2 separate regions of the Sus scrofa genome follow, and region 2 is linked to region 1. The links are chromatin contacts, called in public HiChIP or PLAC-seq maps. All regions are on one chromosome and are shown on one strand. The core of a region is the stretch at or near the end of the contact, and the rest is flanking DNA. Distances in the headings are between cores, read along the strand shown.

Region 1 (3,662 bases), core at 834-3,333:
TAAACTTTTCCCAGATCAAATCGCCAGCCTGCTTTTTGAGTGGGCTGAATGAGCCATGCTAACTGGACATTACAGACTCAAAAAGAATCCAATTTCAACAACATGAGAGAAAGAAACAGGCAAGGAGGCAAGAGTTTCAAATTGCAATCATCATTCAAAAACAAATGGGGGGGTAATTCCTCTGGAGATTTTTAAGTTAATTAATTGGAAACAGGTATCAATATTGTCTAAACAAAACAATGCTTCTTTTTTATAAACAGCCTAGTAAACAGATCTTTTCACCTTCCCCTTTCTTTCTGATTCACTTCTATGACAAATACAAAAAGAAATGGCTTTCAGGCCAAAAGTATTCTGGGGGCAGGTTTATCAGCATTCTTACCAATCAGTCTCCAAACACACACCCCTTTCACACCCTCTCCTCCTCTAACCCCCCCCCTCCTTTCCTTCGTTCCAGGCCCCCACCTGCAACAAACCTCACTTGAGTTATGTTTCCTCAGCAAGGCTCCATAACTGAATGGATTACTATGCATGGGCATACTTTAGATGAACAGGATTTGCAACATGGCGTACAATGTTGTCATCACATGAAAGAAGAAGCTGCACTGCACAGGTTGGGACTTGATATTTGCACTGTTCCACTGTATTAGGATTGGGTAGAAAGATTTTTAAAAAGCAGCTAAACGTATTAGCATCTTCAAAAATTCATGAGGAAGTAATCACACCCCTAAGCAATAAAAACTGCTTGGATTTATGATTTTTTTAAATGGGCTAGAAAAAAAAAGGCACAACTTTTAAAGTTAGGCAAAGTAGAAATTTTAAAATTCTCACTTTCTGCTTATCTTAGGAGCACCGCTTTTGCCTTTTGCAATCTGTGAGAGATTCAAATTCCAATTTGCTTCTGTCTTTACTTCCTCTCCTGGCACTTTAGAAAGTGTGAGTTATGCCTGAAGCAATACTTCGTTCTGCTATAGCCCTTTTTATAGTGTAACAAAGCATGAAAAGATTTACACCCGCATTAAATAAACCCAGCTGCCAAAAATGTTCATTTAAAATAAAAATAACTTGCATCAAAGAAAAGTAAACAAACGAATAAAACAAAGAATTCAGTGGTCATTTTAATTCTCCTAGTAACATTAGGCAATCAATCACAAGTGGGGTAATTTTTCAACCAAGTCCTGCCGTCATTGAACAACTGCTTCTCATCTTATGGCACCATCTTCCCTGCATGCTGTCCCCAGCAGAGGGGGAGGTGTCTCACAGCCTCTTTAGTAAGACTGAGATGACTCAGTTCTACAATTCGATACACACACCCTCCCCCAAAGAGCCCATCTTCCCCTTGTCCCTAAGTAGCTAGTTGATTCAAACAACAATACTACCTGCCTACTTTTAGAAAAGTTATGTCTCAGAAATATAAACCACTCTATCCCTTCAGACGTCCCCCTCTCCCATTTCCCCTAAAGTTCCCGGACCTCCAGGTCCGGCGCAACGGACTGCTTACAGCTCTGAACCCAGCCTTGCCCACCATTCTTTTTACCTTTGCTGCCAGATCCCTCTGGCCTCAGCTCCCTTTAAGCCCCACACCTCCCCCCATCCCAGCCATTCTTCATAGCCCCCCAACCCAACCCTATCACTTTTACCTCTACCAAGACCTCCCAGCCAATCCGCCGGCTATGCTTAGATCGCTCCAACCCCACCTATTCTTACCCTCTCAGTTCCCGGGGGCCCCTTACTCATCCCATCCCTTTATCTCAAATCACCCTAATGGGCGAGGGCGCCTCCAGGCTCCTCCCAGCGTTCTCACTTTTCCTCCGCGGCCCCCGCGCTCCGCCTGCCCGCGCCTTCACGTTTTCCCTCTACACACCTGCCTTTCCTCCTACCCCTCTGTCTCCTCCACCTGCCACAACCCCCGCTCCCGCCGAGGCTGAAGGAGCCGAGCCCGGAGCGGCTTACCTGTGTCAGGCGCTCCGGGTCAGCCGTCGTTGGAGGAGATGGCCACTCAGGCCCCGGCTCGGCAGCTGGGTTTCGTACTTCTCCGCAGCCGGCGGCCACAGCCGGGGCGGGGCCCGCACCGGAAGCGGGACCGCTGGGCCGGACTGCCGGGCCGGGAAGGGGCGAGGCCACAGGGATGGGGCGGGACCTGAGGCCGGAAGCGGCCAAAAAGGGAACAATGGGCGGGTCGGGCGGAAGTGACTTCTAGGAACAGCCCCGCCCTACTGAATCGTGGGCGGAAGCGAGTTGAAGCTGGCGGAAGCTTCTGCCAATGGGAAAGCGGAGACAAGCAGGAGTTCCGGCGTCAGCACTTTCGCGGGGAGTTGAAATCAGCTGGGGTGCCTAGTCTTTTTTGCGCGTTTTCTGGTTGTGGAGGGTGATGTAGTGCGGGCGGTAGGTAGGGTAAATAAAGGACAAGGACTGTCAGGATGTTCTTCTGCTTTAGTCCCTTCCCCAATCTCCCACTTTCAAACTGGTCTTCTGAGATTCCCGCTTCCGGATCTGCTTTTCTCCGAACTTCTCTGGACTGAGACCTGGCTGTCCCGTAAGGATGCTGCATCCTCTCACATGGGTTAGTATTTTCATTTCCTGGGTTCCAAAAGTGGGGGACAAATGCTGCCACCTTTTGTAAAAACCCTTGTTTCTCTGAAGCTTAGTCTTTTTGTGAATCATACAAATTAGATTTAAAAAAAATTTTTTTGGAGTTCCCTGTTGTGGCTTAGCAGGTTAAGAACCCAACTAGTATCCATGAGGATGCCTGTGCAATCCCTGGCCTCTCTCAGTGGGTTGAGGATCCCACGTTGTCATGAGCTGTGGTGTAGGCCAGCAGCTGCAGCTCTGATTCCACCCCTAGCCTGGGAACTTCCTCCATACGCTGCAAGTGCTGCACTAAAAAGAAAAAAAGTGGTTTTTTTTTAAAATTTTTTTGGTTGCATTCGCAGAGTTTGGAAGTTCCCTGGGCAAGATATCAAACCTGTGCCATGGCAGTGACTTGAGCCATAGCAGTGACAACACAGGATCCTTAACCTGCTGATCAACTGGGGAACGCCTAGACTTAATTTTTTCATTTTATTATTTTTTAATTGAAGTACAGTTAATTTACAATGTTGTATTAGTTTCAGATGTACAGCACAGTAATTCAGTTACGTGTATATGTATGTTTTCTTTTTCAGATTCTTTTCCTTTATAGGTTTTTATGAAAGAGTTTGTATGGTTCCCTGTGCTATACAGTAGGCCGTTGTTGGTTATCTATTTTATTTATAGTAATATGTTATCTGATGCTTACTTCTTAAGACACTCCTCTGTAGAGAGGAGACCATCTGCTAATTTGTTCACCCAGCTCCTTGTCTTACTTTCCTCTAACCATCTTCCATCTTGATCATTTCAGTCAATGTGGACAACCCATTTCACATGCGGGCCTCATCCCTTACATTAGCCCCCCAATCCCAGTCAGAAACCTGGACCTTGTCACCAGAAACCCTATTGTGTCATGAATCAGTACTTCCGACATCCCTCTGTCCAACCACAGCCTGATATTCTTTACCTGGACGGCTCAAGAACTTCATTTACATTGTTTTCACTTTATCAGAACCTCCAGTTCTGATTGAAAGCTTCTACTTAATCCTCACTTTTCACTTCACTCCTTATCCATCTTAGATTCAGCAGTATATCAT
Region 2 (3,662 bases), core at 370-2,869, 89 kb before region 1:
ATTAAAAAGTTTCCAAGTAACACCTCTGGGTCTATGTTAAATGCCTTAAAAGCATTAAAGGTAGTTCATAAGTCCCAAGGGAGCAGAGGGGAGAGAGGTATAGGTAGAAAACCCTATACCTAAAGTAAATCCCAGTGCTGCCACTTGGCCTTGTGACCTTATACAAGTCACTCTGGGCCATGGTTACAATATCTGGAAAATGGAGATATGACCACCTCCCAGCCAAGTTGGCAAAGGGAATGACAAATATGAGAGATATAAAGTATCACACGCAAGGCAATCAGAGAGGACATAATCTCCCCTGTTTTAACACATTCTAGGCAGGTGAAATAATGGTAACACCAGATGCCCCTCATAATCCTCCCAGCTAGGGTTCTAGGGCCCATTTCTCCTCAATTATCTCTGATTCTCTGAGACCCCAGCAAACAGGTTGTAAAAGAAAAACAAGGGCCACAATTACGTTCCAGAAGGCTCTGCTTGGCACAATTAAGAAAAAGGTAATGTGAAAGAAACCAGGGCGAGGATGCCAGCTTTTCTCTGAGCACAGGCCTAGCTGTCTTCTCATTTGCTGTTCCTGGCCAGAGAACTGGGTTGACAAGAGCAGCCAGCCAAGTCAGCGGCAGCCCTGCCGGATCCCAGCCACCCCAGCGCCCCATGGTTATTTTTGGCTGACGCTGCCCCAACACTGCAACCTCAAACCTGCCACCTTGCAAGCCGCCACCACCGGGAGAAACGCTCCTCCTTTTCAAGGGCATGGAGGAGGGAAGCTGGAAGGCCGCCAACTCCGCCTCAACGGGGCCCTGGCTCAGGCGATTCCCACCCCAGCTCCACACCAGGACACCCGCACCCGGAACTAAAGCACAGAGACTCCTGGACCATGCAGCAGCCCGGGCATTTGTACTGTCAGCTTGGCTCGGCCCCTCCTCCGGGCTGGAGCGGCTCCATCATCACAACAAAACAATCAGGGGGCCCGCAGCCCTCGCTCGCGTCCTTCCTGACGCCGCGGGTCCCAGAGATCTGAGGCGGGTTCCTGGTAACCGCCGCCAATGGAGGCGAGGGGAGACCTGGGGTGGGGGAGGCGGGCAGGAGGAAAGCCAGCTTGGGCCGGAATCAGACTCCAAGCCGCGCGGAGAGGAGGAGTCTGCCGACCCAGCCTCGAGCCAGGGTTAGGGGAGGGGTCTGAAAGCCCCTCCAGGCTGTCGCAGGTAGGACCCTGACCCCATTCCGCGGGCAGGTATAGGGCCGAAGGTGGATCCCTGCAGGGCCCTCAGGGGCCTCTCACAGGTTCGGACTCGGACGCACAGGATCGAGAGACTGGGGTCTGCTGTGACCGCCCTCTGGGGGAGAAGCGGCAGGTCAGGGGTGAGAGGTCGGGGCCGCGGCCTGAGATGGGCCAAGAGAACGAAAGAGAGCAGACCAAGCCCGAACTAGAAGCCCGGGGACCCACACCCAGCGTACCCGCCCCTCTGACTCAACCCCCCGCTCCTCGTCGCGGGCCAGGGCCCCACACTCACCGTCTCCCAGGCTCCGGCTGAGGCTAGGCCCCACTCCCCGCTCCGAGCGCCTCTTCCGCTTCCGGCTCCGGCCTCCGCCCGTGGCGGGCCCGCCCCTCCCGTGACGCAGCCGTCGGTCGACTGAGCTCGGCGACTTGGCCCCTCTAGCCGTGAACTCGAAGACTCTGGAGGACCCGCCCTGTCCACCTGGGTCGCTGCGGCGGCGGTGGAACCTGGTTCCTGGAGGGCCGAGGGGATGTCCCCAGCCGCGGCCCGCCCCCTGCCGTGTCACGAGGCACGTAGGCCTCAAAGATGCGGCGGGGGGCACCGGTGGACAGGCGCTGAGAGCCGAAAGGTGGAGCCCCGACCCCGCCCAAGCCCGCTTGGCCTTTCCTTTCCTGAGCGCCGGGAGGAGGGCATTGTTTCGCTGTCGCCTCAAGTGAAAACTGGGTAGGCCTTGAGCGCCAGCCCGGCCTCGAGGCCCTGGAGGGCGCTAAAGCCCACGGAGGATCGGGAAGGAGGTTCCCGACTCCCGCTGATGTGAAAGAAGCAAATGAGACCTTATTCATGTGTGGAGGAGCTTTTTAAAGTCATGGCGGCGCGTCCAAGCCCGGTGTATGTGCACTGCAGTTTCTGGGAAGATACTGGAGAGTCACGTCGGCGGGGCCTTTGAAGGGAAAGGGACGGGTTCTGGGGTAAAAGGGGGTCTCGTTTTCCTTGAGCATTCTTGGGCACGGCAGTGAGCAGACCAGAGTTGTTTCTTAGTTCATAACCACCCGCGTCCCACCCCCGCCGAAGAAAAGCCCCGCGGCCCCCCTCACTCCTATTTCTCCCCTGGAGTCACCTGGTGACCTCTCTGCCCCCGCCGCCGGCGCGGGCTCACCGAAGCCCCGGCCACCTACTGCCCCGCTCTTGGTCATAGGGAGATAAGGAGGTCATCTTTTCCAGATGAGAAAACCGAGGTCAGGTCCTTTGGGAGACCTCGCGGTTTATGAGCGTGCACTCCCTGGCCCCCCCCCCCCCCCGGCTCTCGCTGGCGTCGGTCAAAGAGGGCGGGAGCGGCCTCTAATTGCCCCCTAGCCACGCCAGGGCCCAAGAAGGAGGGACACAGCATCCTTCCGGGCCCCGCCCCTCCCGGGGACTGAACTGCGAAGGCTGCAGCATTTCCCCAGCACCGCGTGGGCCTGCTTGTCACCACCCCTTTCCCCAGCCCCGGCCCCGCCTCCGCCCTCGCCGCAGCGAGGGCTGGTCACGCCCCTGACATCCGGCTAGTCTCCCAGCCACTGAGGCGGATTCCAAAAGGAAACGACCCCTCCGGAGTTGCGAGGCCTCTACAGTCTCTAACCTCTAGTTCCCCCTTAAACTGGGGTCTGACGGCATGGCTTGAGCAGGTGCTTAGTACAAATCTCCGTTAGTTCCACCACTCCCACTGCAAGTAAACAACCAAAGCCAAGTTCAAACGGGTTGCTTACTACACTAATGCAGCCTCAAGACCGACTCCCGGTCCCGGTCCAACCAAATGCACCCATTCCCCCCAATATAAATTCCGGAGCCGCTTCTACTGTGTAGTTGGCGACCGAGAGCCCGGCTGTCTCTGCCCCTAAATCCTGCCCCTTTAGGCTCCTGCCTCTGGGGTGGAAGATTCTGAGCAGCCATTTTTGCCTAGGCCTTTGCCCTATGCCAGAGGCCACACCAGCAGGGGTCCATCTAAGGGTTTCATCCATTAAGATGAGGTGGAAGGGCTCTGGTGTCTCCTCCTCCTACAGCTATGTGTTGCCTGCAGTTTCCATGGCTCCTGCAAGCTAGGATCACAACAGCAGCTGAGGGTGGAGGAGCTCAGAGCCCGGAGTCATGACCTGGGCACCAGTCTCTGAGCTGGTAAGTCAGGCCATCTTCCCACCATCCCTCCCACCATCAAGAACACAGGAGTCCCTGCCTCCTAGTAAAGAAACAGAGCTCTCTTTTTCAGAAATAGAATAGGAGCCATCTCCCAGCTCCTTCTCTAAAGTCTGCAGTCCAGCAGCTGTCCTACCTGATACTCTACCTTTAAGCCTCATTCTTCCCTCTTTGTTCCTAAGAGAACTCAGACCTAGATGAAAGAAAGGCAGAGTGTCAAGCACTTGGAAAAAGTGAAGTATGAGTAACTCTCCACCCACAATGCACTCCTCC

The links. HiChIP or PLAC-seq counts read pairs in DNA pulled down with a chosen protein or histone mark.
Region 2: a contact with region 1 is called in an H3K27ac HiChIP or PLAC-seq map of alveolar macrophages. The contact joins the promoter of CLK3 here to the promoter of ARID3B in region 1. A contact is called at or near these places in 1 of 5 promoter capture datasets (liver), 15 of 47 Hi-C or Micro-C datasets (alveolar macrophages, blood, embryonic fibroblasts and 9 more) and 2 of 2 datasets of contacts at active chromatin or transcription factors (alveolar macrophages and skeletal muscle).

Annotation. Positions count from the first base shown.
Region 1 is chr7:58,996,624-59,000,285 of Sscrofa11.1, forward strand. It overlaps ARID3B (AT-rich interactive domain-containing protein 3B), which reads right to left and starts at 2,084. Exons shown (of 11, transcript XM_021099056.1): 1 at 1,951-2,084.
Region 2 is chr7:58,907,997-58,911,658 of Sscrofa11.1, forward strand. It overlaps CLK3 (dual specificity protein kinase CLK3), which reads right to left and starts at 1,620. Exons shown (of 13, transcript XM_001927924.7): 1 at 1,515-1,620.